Linked DNA regions of Cricetulus griseus: region 2 is linked to region 1. The links are chromatin contacts, called in public Hi-C maps. All regions are on one chromosome and are shown on one strand. The core of a region is the stretch at or near the end of the contact, and the rest is flanking DNA. Distances in the headings are between cores, read along the strand shown.

What was found. A called contact is a pair of places that touch in the nucleus more often than the background predicts.
Region 2: a Hi-C map of the CHO-K1 cell line shows a contact between it and region 1, with 3 times the contacts expected there. The contact joins the promoter of LOC100755571 here to the enhancer-like site in region 1. A contact is called at or near these places in 2 of 8 Hi-C or Micro-C datasets (the CHO-K1 cell line and fibroblasts).

The regions. Positions count from the first base shown.
Region 1 is chr7:113,825,454-113,832,561 of CriGri-PICRH-1.0, reverse strand. LOC100750571 (signal transducer and activator of transcription 5B) reads left to right here. Exons shown (of 19, transcript XM_027428133.2): 13 at 1,788-1,994; 14 at 3,508-3,602; 15 at 3,795-3,925; 16 at 4,943-5,113. Among named protein-coding and RNA genes, the nearest start is that of Ghdc, 18 kb to the right of the region's middle. Within about 2 kb of position 2,756, at least 2 of the 6 cell types and tissues checked have open chromatin away from gene starts, as enhancers often do. A contact at or near this core is called in the CHO-K1 cell line and fibroblasts, where this site is marked.
Region 2 is chr7:113,898,227-113,905,334 of CriGri-PICRH-1.0, reverse strand. It overlaps LOC100755571 (signal transducer and activator of transcription 5A), which reads right to left and starts at 4,416. Exons shown (of 18, transcript XM_027428132.2): 1 at 4,172-4,416; 2 at 3,278-3,415; 3 at 2,833-2,989; 4 at 1,554-1,643. The coding sequence starts at 3,405.

The sequences.
Region 1 (7,108 bases), core at 1,507-4,006:
CACAGAGGCCTGAGTTTTTATATCTTATCTTATACGTATTTTGTCCGAGTGTATATATGTGTACCATATTGTGCCTGTTGCCCGTGGAGGCCAGAAGAGGGCATCAGTTCTGCTGGAACTAGAGTTACAAATGATTGTGAGCTACCATGTGGGTGCTGGGAATCAAACACAGGTCCTCTGCAAGAACAGCCAATGCTCTTAATCACTTGAGCTATCTCTCCAGCCCCAGTAATAAATCAAAAAATACGAATCATAAAGCTCATGAGGAAAGGCAAGATGTGGAGTAAAACTAGTTATTCTTGAGTCTTAAGATACACTGTCTGGGGGGCTGGAGAGATGGCTCAGAGGTTAAGAGCGCCGACTGTTCTTCCAGAGGTCCTGAGTTCAATCCCCAGCAACCACATGGTGGCTCACAACCATCCGTTATGAGAGCTGGTGCCCTCTTCTGGTGTGCAGATATACATGGAAGCAGAATGTTGTATACAGAATAAATAAATAAAATCTTTAAAAAAAAAAAAAGATACACTGTCTGCTGGGCGGTGGTGGCACACTCTTTTGATCCCAGCACTCAGGAGGCAGAGGCAGGCAGATCTCTGTGAGTTCGAGACCAGCCTGGTCTACAAGAGCTAGTTCCAGGACAGCCTCCAAAACCACAGAGAAACCCTGTCTCAGAGAAAGAGAGAGAGAGAGAGAGAGAGACTGTTTACATTGTTGGTTTTAATTTACTTATGCAAGATTGGCAACCACCCTCTTTTTTTCTATTTCTCACCTTTTGGGATACCTGTTCCATCCCCATATCTTAGAAGCAGATAACTGAATTTCACAAATTCATAGCTGGACAACTTTTTCTTGAATCTCACCAGGAATGACACCTGAGGTTGACCTCTGGCCTCCATATATGTGTACCACCCCCACCCACTCCCACAGAAAGGGGAGGGGGAAGGGAAAAAGGAGGAAGGGAGAGAGAGAGACAGCCCCCTCTTCTGGCTATTTAAAAACGTGCAGCATATTGTGTGCTGTGAGCACCCGACCACATTCCTCCAGGCTATTGCACCTTTGTAATCCATTGACCAACTGGCTGGCTGGAATACGAAGCAATTTATTAAAAGTTCATATGCTAACCTATTTATCAATAAAGTTGCCAACTAGAAAATTTCCACTCTCCCATGCCAAGTTGCTTCACTTTGAGCTGGAGTTCTTGGCAGATGTCAAGGGCAGGTGTTACACTTGTGGCCATACATGTTGTGTGTCCTTTCTCTCTCTGTACTCACTTAGAAAGCCAGCCTGGTTCTTCTGTTTCTTTTCTTTTCTTCCTTTCTTTCTTTTAAAAGGGTCTCTATAGCCCAGGTTGATCTCAAACTCTCTGTAGCAGAAAATGACCTTAAGCTCCTGACCCTCCCGAGTGCTGAGATCACAGGCGTGTGCCACCACCAACACCTGGCAATGTTTTCAATATCTAAACTTCCAGTGAATCTAGACCAGGAGCCACGACATGACGATACTTTGTTCTGACAACATTTATCAGAACCAGAATCAGACTGCAGGGTCAGCAGCTCCCAAGCCAACGCCCTGAGCACGAGGTGGCCCTCTAGCTGTGTTATATATGAGGACAGTAAAGTAGAACCTTATGTGTCTCAGAACGGGGCAGCCCATGAAAGTCTGAATGTGCTCAGGCTTGGCAAGACAAATCTTGCTGACTCCTTCCAGTCGTTGCTGCCTCTCGGTTGCAGCTTGAGAGACTCAGTCATGCAGCTGTTCTCTTATATCCTGGTTTCTGTCCCTCTCAGGGCAGGGTGCCATTCGCTGTGCCTGACAAGGTGTTGTGGCCGCAGCTGTGTGAGGCTCTCAACATGAAATTCAAGGCAGAAGTGCAGAGCAACCGGGGCCTGACCAAGGAGAACCTAGTGTTCCTGGCACAGAAATTGTTCAACAGCAGCAGCAGTCACCTCGAAGACTACAACAGCATGTCGGTGTCCTGGTCCCAGTTCAACCGGGTGAGTGGCCAGCCAGCCGCCAGCAGCTCTTACTTCAGTCTTTCCCAATGTTCGTCTGCGGGAGTTTCCCTGCCCTGGGCCCCCGTCCTTCATAGTTCTCATAAACTCTACCCAAAGTCACAGGAACATCTGTGTAGACGGACAGCTTGAGAGTTAGTTGGGTCTCACGTGGAGTCACATCTCTTCATGGTGTGGGTAAGCCGGACCTTGCGTGCAGTTAGCGCATTTCTTCCTTTAGGAAGGAAACAGTGAAGCAGATGTGAGCCAGACTCCTTCCCAGCTCTGTCCCAATAGCTCTGATGTGGAATGCCGGCTTAGGCTTCCAGGGGACACTCAGCCCCCTAAACGGGGGTATGGATAAAGGAAACATTTCCTCTGGCATCCATCAAATCTGTGACTGGGTCAGATCTTTGGTTTTTTAGCTAAACTTCTCCCCCAGTATGTCCTCACCTCAAACTTTCAGATGCCCTTAATTCAGAGAGCTCGTGGTTTCTGAGCCTTCTGAATGAATGAAGGGATGGTCCTGTGCTGGCAGCTGCTGGTCAGCAGAGGTCAGGGAAACAGACCTCAGTGGCCTATCTTTGCCATTGTGGTGAAGCCCCCACCTCCCACAGAACCTGGTTACTGTACTTGGCTGATAATTACTGGGAATGTGTGTGTATGATGTCAGCATCTCTGTGGCTTCGTGTGATCTAATTCAGGTCAGACCTATGAACCCATCCTGTGTCTTGCTAAAGCGTAGGCTGTGACTCATAGCAGATCCGAGGTGGGCCTGGGAAAATGTGCATTTCTCAGAATCTCCCAGGGGATACCGATGCTGTTTGTCACACACTGCATGTCAGAAATAGCCGAATCTAGCTGGAGATGTAGCAGAGTCCCCTGAGGGTTGGTACCAGCACTGTGGCTTTCACTCTTTGCTTCTCCCTTTCCTCTGTGGTCTGTCTTTGGGGCTTTAAGAGTACTTGGTAAAAGGCAGGGACATTTGCCTGCTTCCAAAAGTGGGGATGTTTGTTTTCCATCTCAGTGTCTGTATCCTGCCCTTATTGCCTGTAAGGGCACAAGGCATGATTCAAAGCTTTTCAGTTTCTTCAGAGGACTGGGAGGTCTGGGAGGCCGGAGCCAAATCTGCCTTCCCCATCTCTTCCTCAAATGTGTTTATAGAGAACCTGAACAAAGGCAATAAACCAATTCAAAGTTCAGGTTTAGTCTTCTGGTAGTTGAGTCCCCAGAATTCAGTCTTATCCTCCAGGCAGTTGGCTTTACCCCTGAGATTCCTATTCCCCTCCTTGCCATCTTGCTCTATGTGACAGAGGATGGCTTCACAGACACCAAGGCTACCGAGTCTTGTGTACCTCCTGGGTGACATGTAGAGTTAATGTTAATTCAGAACTGCATGTGAAGGATCTTTCTACAGTCTTTACAGCAGACTGTGAAGTGCCTCTGCCATACATGCAGCTGATATTCCAATGCTCATTCTGGCTTTCTTCCTGTTCCGTGTTGTCTCTCCAACCAGGAGAACTTGCCAGGACGGAATTACACTTTCTGGCAGTGGTTTGACGGTGTGATGGAAGTGTTAAAAAAGCATCTCAAGCCTCACTGGAACGATGGGTGAGAATCATCTTTACTGTTGCTTTTTTTATTAAATGTTGCCAAGACAGCTCTTGAGCTCAAGCAATCCTCCTGCCTCAGGCCCCCAAGTAGCTGGGGCTGCAGACATCTATTGAGTCAGTACTAGAACACAAGAGTTTTCTCCCTGGCATTGTTACCCTCTGCCTCTGTCCCTGTGACTCCTTCATTCAGGGCCATCTTGGGTTTCGTGAACAAGCAACAGGCCCATGACCTACTCATTAACAAGCCAGATGGGACCTTCCTGCTGAGATTCAGCGATTCCGAAATCGGAGGCATCACCATTGCTTGGAAGTTTGACTCTCGTGAGTGCCTCTCCCTTTTTGTGAAACATTTTGACTTTATGTCCAAAGGTAGCTGCTTTTGTTGAAAAACGATTTTAATACATCTTGTTGCGAGCAATATTGTTTGTTGGGGCCAGTCCTAATTACAGGAATCACTAACATAACCCTGACACAGCTGCTCGTAAGGCCATCTGTGAGCAATCTTATTATGGGAAATGCTGAAGTATTTACTGCCTTAGAATGTGCAGCGGGCAGTCACAGCCACTTCCCTTTTGAAATGCTTGCCTCATTGTTACTAGCCTGGAGCTCATTCTAGTCATCCTGAACAGTAGCAATACAATAGCTCCATGATTCCCTAATTAATGGAAGGTATTGCCACTGAGCATTGCCACCCAAGAATGTCCCTTCTTTAGTCTGACCCTTACTGTAAAGCAGGACAGCTTGCTAATTTACATGTTTTGTGGTTTAAAGATTCTACCAGCTTGACCAACTCTTAGGCTTTCTTTGGCTCCAGGTGTGCTTCCTAAGAATAAGATTGGAGTCCATAAGAACTACTTATTTTCTTTATTCTATTTTATTATTTTGTATGTGGGTGTTTTGCCTGCATGTTTGTCTGTGCACTGCATGTGTTCTGTGCCTAGAGGCCAGAAGAGGCCATAGGATCCCCTGGAAATGGACTTATGGACAGTTGTGAGCCATTATGTGGGTGCTGGGAATCAAACCCCAGTTCTCTGCAAGAATAAGTGCTCTTAATTGCTGAGCCATCTCTCCAGCCCCAGAGCTATTTCTTTTAGACAGGGGAGGACTCTACTTGAACTTGCAGCCACTGAGATGTCTGACTCTCTAGGGAAGCAATGTATATATCTGCTTATGTACCGAGACATCTAAGAAGTCCCTATCTACAGCTGTGGCTATTTGGGGATGAGCATTTCTGTTGGTGTGATTCTAATAAGGTGTTTTGACTTTAGGCCTGTGGATTTTAAGATCTCACATTCAGAAATCATGGTTAGAATGTGATTGTTCTGTTTATTGATCTAGAGGAAAGAATGTTTTGGAATCTGATGCCTTTTACCACTAGAGACTTCTCCATCCGGTCCCTGGCTGACCGCTTGGGGGACTTGAATTACCTCATATATGTGTTTCCCGATCGGCCAAAGGATGAAGTATATTCTAAGTACTACACACCAGTCCCATGCGAGCCTGCCACTGGTGAGTGTTCGTCTGCGGTGGGTTTTGTACTGACTTTGGTTTTGGTTTTGTTTGAGATTTTGCTAGTATGTTTATGTACATACATGTGTATGTATGTGTACATGTGTGTATTCGTGGATGTGCAGATTTCTTCCATGCACAAGACCCAAACAGCACCCCTCTGGTGTTCAAGAAATACCCAGTGCAGATGTGAGCCCTGTGCAGTGTTTGGCAATGAAAACACCTCTGCCTCTTGGATGCCTGAAATTAAAGTTGCACAACACCACTCCTGGACAAAATAGTCCATATTTTTTGTTTGTTTTGTTTTTCGAGACAGAGTTTCTCTGTGGCTTTGGAGTCTATCCTGGCACTGGCTCTGGAGACCAGGCTGGCCTCAAACTCAGAGAGATCCACCTGCCTCTGCCTCCCGAGTGCTGGGATTAAAGGCGTGGGCCACCAACGCCCGGCTAAAATATTCCATATTATTGTAAAAAATGTTATTCCTAACATTTTGTCACAAATTTGTCAGAAAGAAATGCATCGCACACATCTAGAAGTTAGCCTCTGTAGACAGCTCGGTGGCAGTCTTCAACGGTCTGTAGCTGTGTGTTCTGTTCTCTCCCTGGGAATATGGAGGCTCCCGTCTGGTCAGAGAAAGAAAACAGCAAGTGAGTCAACAGTGACATGTGTTGGCTTAGCAGTGGATACACTGAAGAGCGATAAAGCAAGAGTGAAGGCATGGAGAAGTGGTGGGGAGAGGGCATCATTTCTTTAAAGTGGTTAGGGGAGGTCTCTGAGGAAGTGACGTATGAATAGACTTGAACAAAGTAAGGAAGCTGGCTTTGCAAAGACCTGGAAAGCAAACATCCTAGGCTAAGAGAATAAGTACAGCTGGGGTGGCCGAAAAGCTCCCCAGAGCCAGGAGGCTGCTTCCAGCCAAGCAGGAAGCTGGTGGTGGGAGCTGAGGCCAGGATACTTCAGCAGTAGAGGCCCGGGATAAAGGTCAAACCATACACACTCCTTTGTACCATGATTACACACACACACACACACACACACACACACACAGACACACACACCCTCCCTCCTCCTCCTTCTTCTCTCTCTCTGTCTCTCTCTGTCTCTCTCTCTCTCTCTCGTTACAGGTCAGAGCTGGGTGGGGATGGTGCACAATTTTAATCCCAGCACTTGAGAGGCAGAAGCAGGCAGATAAGCAGTCTGTGAGTTCAAGGCCAGCCTGGTCTACAGAGTGAGTTCCAGGACAGCCAGGACTGTCATACAGAGAAACCCTGTCTCCAAAAACAAAAACAAAAAGAACAAAAAAGGGAGTCACAGGTCAGTAAGGCACTCATACCAACCACACCATCATCTTCATGATGCACAGGGCTCCATTACACAGACTCTCTACTGTACTCAAGCTTAGTAATGAAGATTCGCTTTTTGTTTGTTTTTCTTTTTTGTTGTTGTTGCTTTGCTCTTTCTTTCTTTCTTTCTTTCTTTTTCTTCGAGACAGGGTTTCTCTGTGGCCTTGGAGGCTGTCCTGGAACTAGCCTTGTAGACCAGGCTGGTCTCGAACTCACAGAGATCCACCTGCCTCTGCCTCCCAAGTATTGGGACTAAAGGCATGCGCCACCACCACCCGGCATTGTTGTTTTTCTTCAGATTCTTATTATTTGTTTTATTTTCACTTATGACTGATACTGAGATAACCTAACACAAGTATCTTGTTCAACTATCTCCTTAGGATACATTCCTAAGCAGAATTAGGTCAAAGGATATATGCTTTTTCAGCTTTTTGACACACCTTTCCAAAATTCCCTTCAAAAGGCCAAATTAACTTTCCCCACAGATATTTGTTGGACATCTACTTCTCTGTCCTCTTGCCAACCACAGGATAGCATTTCATTTCTGCCAGTCTGGTTGGCATAAAAATGCTATCTCATAGCTGGGGTAGTGGTGGCACACACCTTTAATCCCACCACTTGGGAGGCAGAGGTAGGTAGGCCTTTGTGAGTT
Region 2 (7,108 bases), core at 3,167-5,666, 71 kb before region 1:
CCCTGTGGCCAAATCACAGCAGGTTTCTGCTACTTCATCACAGCGTGTGCCTGCCTTAGGGCCTTTGCACCTGAGGTTGCATCAGCCTGGAGCATTCTCGCAGCAGATCCTCCTGAGATAAATACTTCAGCCCCATATTGTGTGTTTCTCAACCCTGCTCGATTCTTTTATGTGGGCAGCTTCAACAATTCAGGGATGCAATACTCGGCATCTGGAAGACGCCGTGCCTGGCTCCAGACTCCTTGCTCCTTGGCACACCCCATTTGGTTCTCCGCTCTCCAGCGGTGTTAACCACTTGCAAGTCTCCAACTATAAGGCATCCCCAACACCTTCCTGCCCTAACATATGCTGTTGCTTCTTTGGGGTACAGAAGTCTTCTTTCCTCCTCTACCCCCTTAGGGCACGCACCTACTAACTGTATTGTGTCTTCTCTTTAGCAATCAGCTTATTCAGTCTGACCCTTGCTGGGACTCCTCCTTCCAGGTGGAAACTGCTCTGTTTTAATTTTTTATTTAATTTTCTGTATCATTTATTTATTTTGACTTTTTGTTGTTGTTGTTTTCCGAGACAGGGTTTCTCTGTGGCTTTGGAGCCTGTCCTGGCACTCGCTCTGGAGACCAGGCTGACCTCGAACTCACAGAGATCTGCCAGCCTCTGCCTCCCAAGTGCTGGGATTAGAGATGTGCACCACCACCCGGCTATTATTTTTAAATATTTATTTATTTATTGGTTTTTCGAGACAGGGTTTCTTTGTGTAACCCTGACTGTTGGGAACTCTATAGACCCAATTTGCTTGAACTCACAAATCTGCCTGCCTCTGCCTCCCAAATGCTGGGATTAAAGGTATATGACACAACCCCCTGGCAAAAGTTTTATTTTATTTTAAAGATTTCTTTGTAAGTGTGTATTTAAAATTTCCTTTTCTTGCCCACCATTAGCCTGCACATGGTTTCGTTTAACCCTCATGATGATCTTATACCACAAGTACTATTACTATCCTTAGTTTACAGCAGTGGGAGCTGGGGAAGTATCTTGAGAGCACTTGCTTAGCATGTTCAACGCCCTGGGTTTCATTGTTAGAAGCCAGGAAGGGAAGAAGGGGGAAAATAAGGGAAAAAATGAAAGAGAGGCTTGAAAGAGAGGCTGGAGAGATGGCTTAGCAGTGAAGAGCATGTATATTGTTGTTGCAGAGGACCCAAATTTGGTTCCTAGTACCCGTATCAGACATTCACAACTGCCTAAACTCCAGTGGATCTGATGCCTCTGGTTTCCAAGGATGCCTGTACACTTGAACACACACACACACAGTTAAAAATAAGATAAGTCTTATGTTTAAGAAAGGAAGAGAAAGGGAAGGAAATGAAAGAAAAGAAGAAATAGAGGCTTGGGGAGCCAGGGACTGGCCCCAAGGGGTCACTCTGGCCACAGCCTAAAATATGCTGCCTCCTACACCTACCCCTGTGTTTTATTTCTTTTGTGCTCTCCTCTAACCAAGTTACATAAACAAAGTGGGATTGCTCCCCAGCTTTTCTACCATGCCTACAAACACTCACGTTGTTGGCTTCTCGGACCAGCCTCTGTTCATTGTACAGAATGTGCCGGATACAGCGAACCAGCTCCATGGGGCAGCGGTCATAGGTGTTCTGAAAAGAGACAACAGGAACCACCAATGGCCACCTAGTTCTGACCACTCTGGCTTCCTTACAGTGCCCATCCCTTCTTCTCCTTCAGCCTCAGCTTTTCCCAGGAAGCCCCCTGGATTATCAAACACCCTCAACTCTCCTTTGCCCTTCTTCCCCTCCCAGAACTTCTTACTCGGTTTATAGTGACTTAGAAACTCACTAAACACAAAGCTCATTCAACCTCCCACTAGCTTTCATTCTCTGAAGCATGGAAATCCTATGACAGAAACTCGGGCTGTTCTCATGCCATGGATGGGAAAATTGATGTTCAGATAGGCTAGGTATGTGTCCTGAGGCAAGTGTGTGTGTGTGTGTGTGTGTGTGTGTGTGTGAGAGAGAGAGAGAGAGAGAGAGAGAGAGAGAGAGAGAGAGAGAGAGAGAGAGAGAGAGACATCAAGAAGAAGACTGGGGTGTCTGATGCCAACATCAAGGTACTTTCCATTAGGCACCTGGCCCTGGGTTCCTATTTTGCTTCCCCTCAGGTTTCTGCTGTTTCTTCCTTTTTCTGGGATGAGCTTTTATTTCCCCAGCATCCAGCTGTTTGGATGTAAGCGGGGTTCTCTAAGAAATACAAGTGCATTCCGATAAGTGCTTGACCATGAATACCACCCACACCCCTTTCCTGCTTCCATAAAATCCCTGCCCTCCTCAGTATAAAGGGGAGGTTACTTTTTCTTTCTAAGCCTTGAATTCAAAGCCTTTTATTCCACTCTTGCTCCAGGGCAATTCTTCTTCTCTTCAGCAGCTTTCTTGCCTCTAAATGAGTCCCAGGAGAATGTCTGCTTGCCTTATCCCCTCCTTTCTAGACTCTGCCAGTTTTCCTTTCTCTGTCGAAGAAGCCCACCTGACTCTGTTTTCCATCTCTGCTGCTTCATCTGTGCACACTGCCGCTCCAGCCATTCCACTCCCTTTGCTGGAAACAACCTCCCTTCTCCCTCCCCCCACACTCCCACCTTTTGCTTTGTGATAATGTTAAAAGAATCTGACAGGTCTGACTTAGAAAGAGGGGGCGGGGGAAATTGAAGAAAAGTTGCCAGTAAGCTTTTGGTCACATGGTGACTCAGTGGCCAAGCCAGTGAAAATCCCAGGGGTTCTGATGCTGGAAGAGAAAGCCTGAGGGGGCCTGAGTGTGGCCAGCATTCACACCCACCTGGAGCTGTGTTGCATAGTGCCCCAGCTTGATCTTCAGCAAAAACCCATCTTCCCCCACCTGGTGTTCTGCTTTCTTCTGAAGCTCCTGCACCAAGCCCTCCAGAAGCTGGGTGGCCTGGCCTCGGTCCTGGGGATTGTCCAAGTCAATGGCATCCCTTGGGACAACACAAGGAGAGAAAAACTGTACCAAGGATATCAAGCAGCAAGAGTGATTCAGGGCGTTGCAGTCCCACAAGACTCGCTCCTGGCGGCTGTGCATCAAAGTCGAGAAAAGTCTCCCCTCGGTAGCTCCCATTGCCCTCTTCCCCTTTCCCGGGGACACCACCCCTTCCGCACAAGGACAGATAGAATCAGAATCACACCAAACCACAACGAAGAGACCCTTTGGCCTGGATAGCAGGGACCCACACTGAAGGCGAAGGTTCAGGGCATGGGACACCTACCAGGGCTGACTCTCGATCCACTGGGCCAGGTAGTGCCGGACCTCGATGGGGAAATGCTGCCCGTAGAGCACTTGCATCTGGCGCAGCGCATCGCCCTGCAGCTGCTGGGCCTGAATCCAGCCCGCCATGGCTGTTCACCTAGAGGAGAAGGTAAGCCATTTGTTCCGCAGAGGTTTCTGGCCTGCCTGTGCCCTGCAGTGCCACCAAAGGACCTAAGGACTGCGGTGAGGCCAGGCTCCTCCCTCACCCCAGGCACGCTTTCCTGTGCGGGAAGAGAGATGGCTACCCTTCCCTTCCAACAAGGAACCCTCGAGGCTGGGGGTGGAGATCTGGGTAGGCAGATGCCCTCCTCTCTTCCTGTCCCCTTTCCTCTTCGTGTCATCCCCTAACTAAAGGGGTCTACAAACCGAAAGAGAAACTTAAGAGACAGAGGCCCACAGTCCCCCGACCAAGAAACGACTGCAAAATTTCTTCCCACCCAGCCTCTGACCCACACTCTCAATTTCTGGGAAGGGAAGCTATGCCAAGCCGAAAGTTAGGGCAATGCAGCGACCGTCACTCGAGGTCCGAGTCTCCTCAGGCACGTGTCTGGGGCTGTCAGGGAGAGAGGACTAAGAGATCGACTGTCTTTAGAGTAGCCCTGGGCTGCACTCCAGGGTCTGCCCGCTCCAGGTGGAGCCTGACAGTATCGGTGCCTCTGGGTGCGTCCACCCCTGGCTGCCCCCTGCACGGGTTCCTCGTCCCTGATTCCTCTGAAGCTCCCACTCGAAGCCCAGACCGATGTTTGCCCGGTGTCAGGCCAGAGGGGACTCTAGGGTGCTGGGTCCCAAGGACGCGGCTGCAGCCTAAATCCCCTATCCACGCGCCAACGCCACGCCACGCCGACCCACCCACCTGGTGCTGAGGAACGCCTGCTGCTGTCGCTCCCGGTCCGGGCTCCTGACCGTTCCTGACGGCTCTTGACGGCTGCGGTGGTGGCGGCTGTTACTACAGGAAGGAGCAGAGAGCAGCGATTTCCTCCTCAAAGGTCAGCTGCCTGCGATAGACCATACACAGCGCGCGAGCTCGCGCCAGCACCCCTCCCAGCGGCCGTCGCTCCCTCCTTGCCTCCGCCCTCGATCGCCGGCTCTCCGGCACCCCGGCTCCCCAGCGAGTGCGCTGCAGCTACGGGGGAACCCAACAGACCACCCGGCTGGGCGGCGCCGTGCAGAGGACCGCCCCGACGACCCGGTCCCTCGGGAGCCCCGGTTTGTGCTCCCCTGCGGCTCCGGCTGGTGGGAGGGGGGGAGTGAGGGAGTGAGGGTGAGCGTCCTGGGACAGCTGAGCTGGAGCAGCCGGGGTGCCGGGAAGTCCCGAACTCTGGAAATCCCAAACTAGGGCCTCGGTTTTATCATCTGTTAACTAGGGAAGGAAAAAAAAAAGAAAAAAAAAAAAAGAAAAGAAAAAAGTGAGAGGAGGAAGAAAAAGCCTACCTGTGGATGCCACCTGCCTCTGTCGTCATCTTCTCTTTCTCTGTCTGTAGATTAACAAAGTCTGGTGTGAGTGCGTGCTTGTGTGTGTGAGTGCGCGCTCGCGCGCGCTCACAGGTGTAGTGGGTGTGGCGGGTGTGGCTTCTATGACCCTGCAGAGTCAAAACTTTAGAGAAACTGGGGATTCCAGAAAAGCCAAGCTCACCTCTAAGGTCTCCCCACTTCTCTCCTTGCATGACTCCCACCATGTGACCTTCCCCCTTAAAGCAGGACCAAGAAAGACCTTGGCAACCATGCGCTTCAACCTTCCACCCCCTTTCCGACCTTTGCAGGTAAGAAATGTCAATCCAGAGAAGAGAAGGGGCCTGCCCAGGACCACACTGTGGTCACGTGGCCTCATCAGCAGACTGTGACCCATAAACTATTCATCCCCTCTGTCACCTAAAAGACGCCCATCTGAGGCTGGTTCTACCTTGAAAAAAGGCCCAGGAAGCGGTATTTTGCTTTTCTCAACTAAACATCTGCCTGCAGACTTTGCCATGGCAGCAAACCTGCTCCCTGGAGCTTTGCCTGGATCAGAGTCCCCATCCCTAAGAGTTCCCCCTCAAGGCCCAAGGGTTGGACAAGGCCAGGCTGGAAGTCTGCCATCCCCTTTGCCCAGCTTCCCTCTCCTCTGGGCCTCCTCTCTGCCTGGCAGCTGGCATGGGCAGTACCAAAGGAGGGGCCAGCCTGGCTGCCTACTCATAGCCCATCTGGGCCAAGACTCAGTTGCCTGGGGGATCTTTCTCATTGGCTTCCTCTCTCACTAATTCCTTCTTGTATCTTTTCTTTGCATTCCTAGTTCCTAATCCCTCTTTCTGGCCTTTGAGATCTCCCCAGTTTTATTCTTTTTTACTTTAGAGGGGGGAAAACCTGAAGTTCTTCTGCAGAAGTTGAAATGCCTGGGTTCTCCCCACCCTCTGTATGTGGTCACGGTGACTTTACTTGGCAGGATCACGAGGAAAGGAATTGAGAACTTGAGGGGGTGTAAGGAAGATGGGGGGACCTTGCTTTTCAGATGCTCTGCAGGGAGCAGGTAGGGCAAGGGGCTCTGGGGGAGGAAGCATAGTCCTTTCTCCCCCTCCTCCTCCTCCCCTCTGTCCAGTGGGTTGGATGGGAGCCAATTATACCCGCAGCTCCAGATGAACATCAGTGGGCAATGCTGGCTGAGACCGTGAAGGTGGTTTTACCAATGGGAATAAAAGGCCAGATAGGGTAAGTGACTTGGGCCAGAGTCTTGAAGCCCATCAGTAGCAGATCCAAGCCCATGATCGGTGGACCCCACTTGGCACCTGTGCCCACCAGCCTTTCACTGCAGGCAAGTGTGGAAGTGACAGCAGATTCATCTAATTCATTAGGTTTCCCAAGTTCCCTGAGCTAACTATAGGCAGAGAACCACGCTGGTCATGCCCTCTGTCTGGACACCTGGGGGCCGGTAGTACAGAGCTGCCCACTCACTTCCAGGCATCCGCTTCTCCACACCCCACTCCCAGGACCCAAAGAAGTGTGCTGCTCCTACCAAACACCTGGCTGGGTGGGCTTGGCTTCCTGGGAAGATGGCTAAGCCTGTGTCTTAGAAAGCTAGGATGCCAGCAAACAGAACTGGAAGCAAGTAGAAGACTCTTCAGAGCCCACTCATGTCCCCAGACCCCACCTGGGCCCATAGGTCAATCCCTGGATGCTCTCTGGCCCTCTCCTCATTGGGTCATTCTGAGCCACATAATCCTATCTTTAAACATTCTCCCCTTCCCCCTGTTGCCCCCCTCCTCATCCTTTTGTTTTGTTTTTTTTTTTTTGAGACAGAGTTTCTCTGTATAGTCCTGGCTGTCCCAGAACTCACGCTGTAGACCAGGCTGGCCTCAAACTTACAGAGATCCATCTATTTCTGCCTCCCGAGTGCTGGGATTAAAGGTGTGCCACCACCACCCAGCTCTTTTCTTCTTTCTTATCATTATTGTGCGTGCACATGCTGTGGCACTTGTGTGGAGGTTAGGGACAACAATCATGGAATAATGAGTTGCCAAGCTTACTTGGGAAGAGACTTTACCCACTGAGACATTTTCCCAATTCGGTTTGTGCCTTTCACTGCTTGATTCTGACTTTTTTCTGTGTGTTGTTTTGTCAGTGGGCCAGTGGGGTACAGGGCACCTCTACAACTTTCCCATGATGGGAGCCGAGGAGGGAAGAGTGTTGAGTTGGGTTGGGGGCAGAGATGACTGTGGTTATGACTCTGAGTAACACAACTACCCAGAAGTGTCAATATTTTTTTTTCTTTCAGTCCCTTGGTTTGGTCTCTGCTATTTCCCACCACAAAGCACCCTGG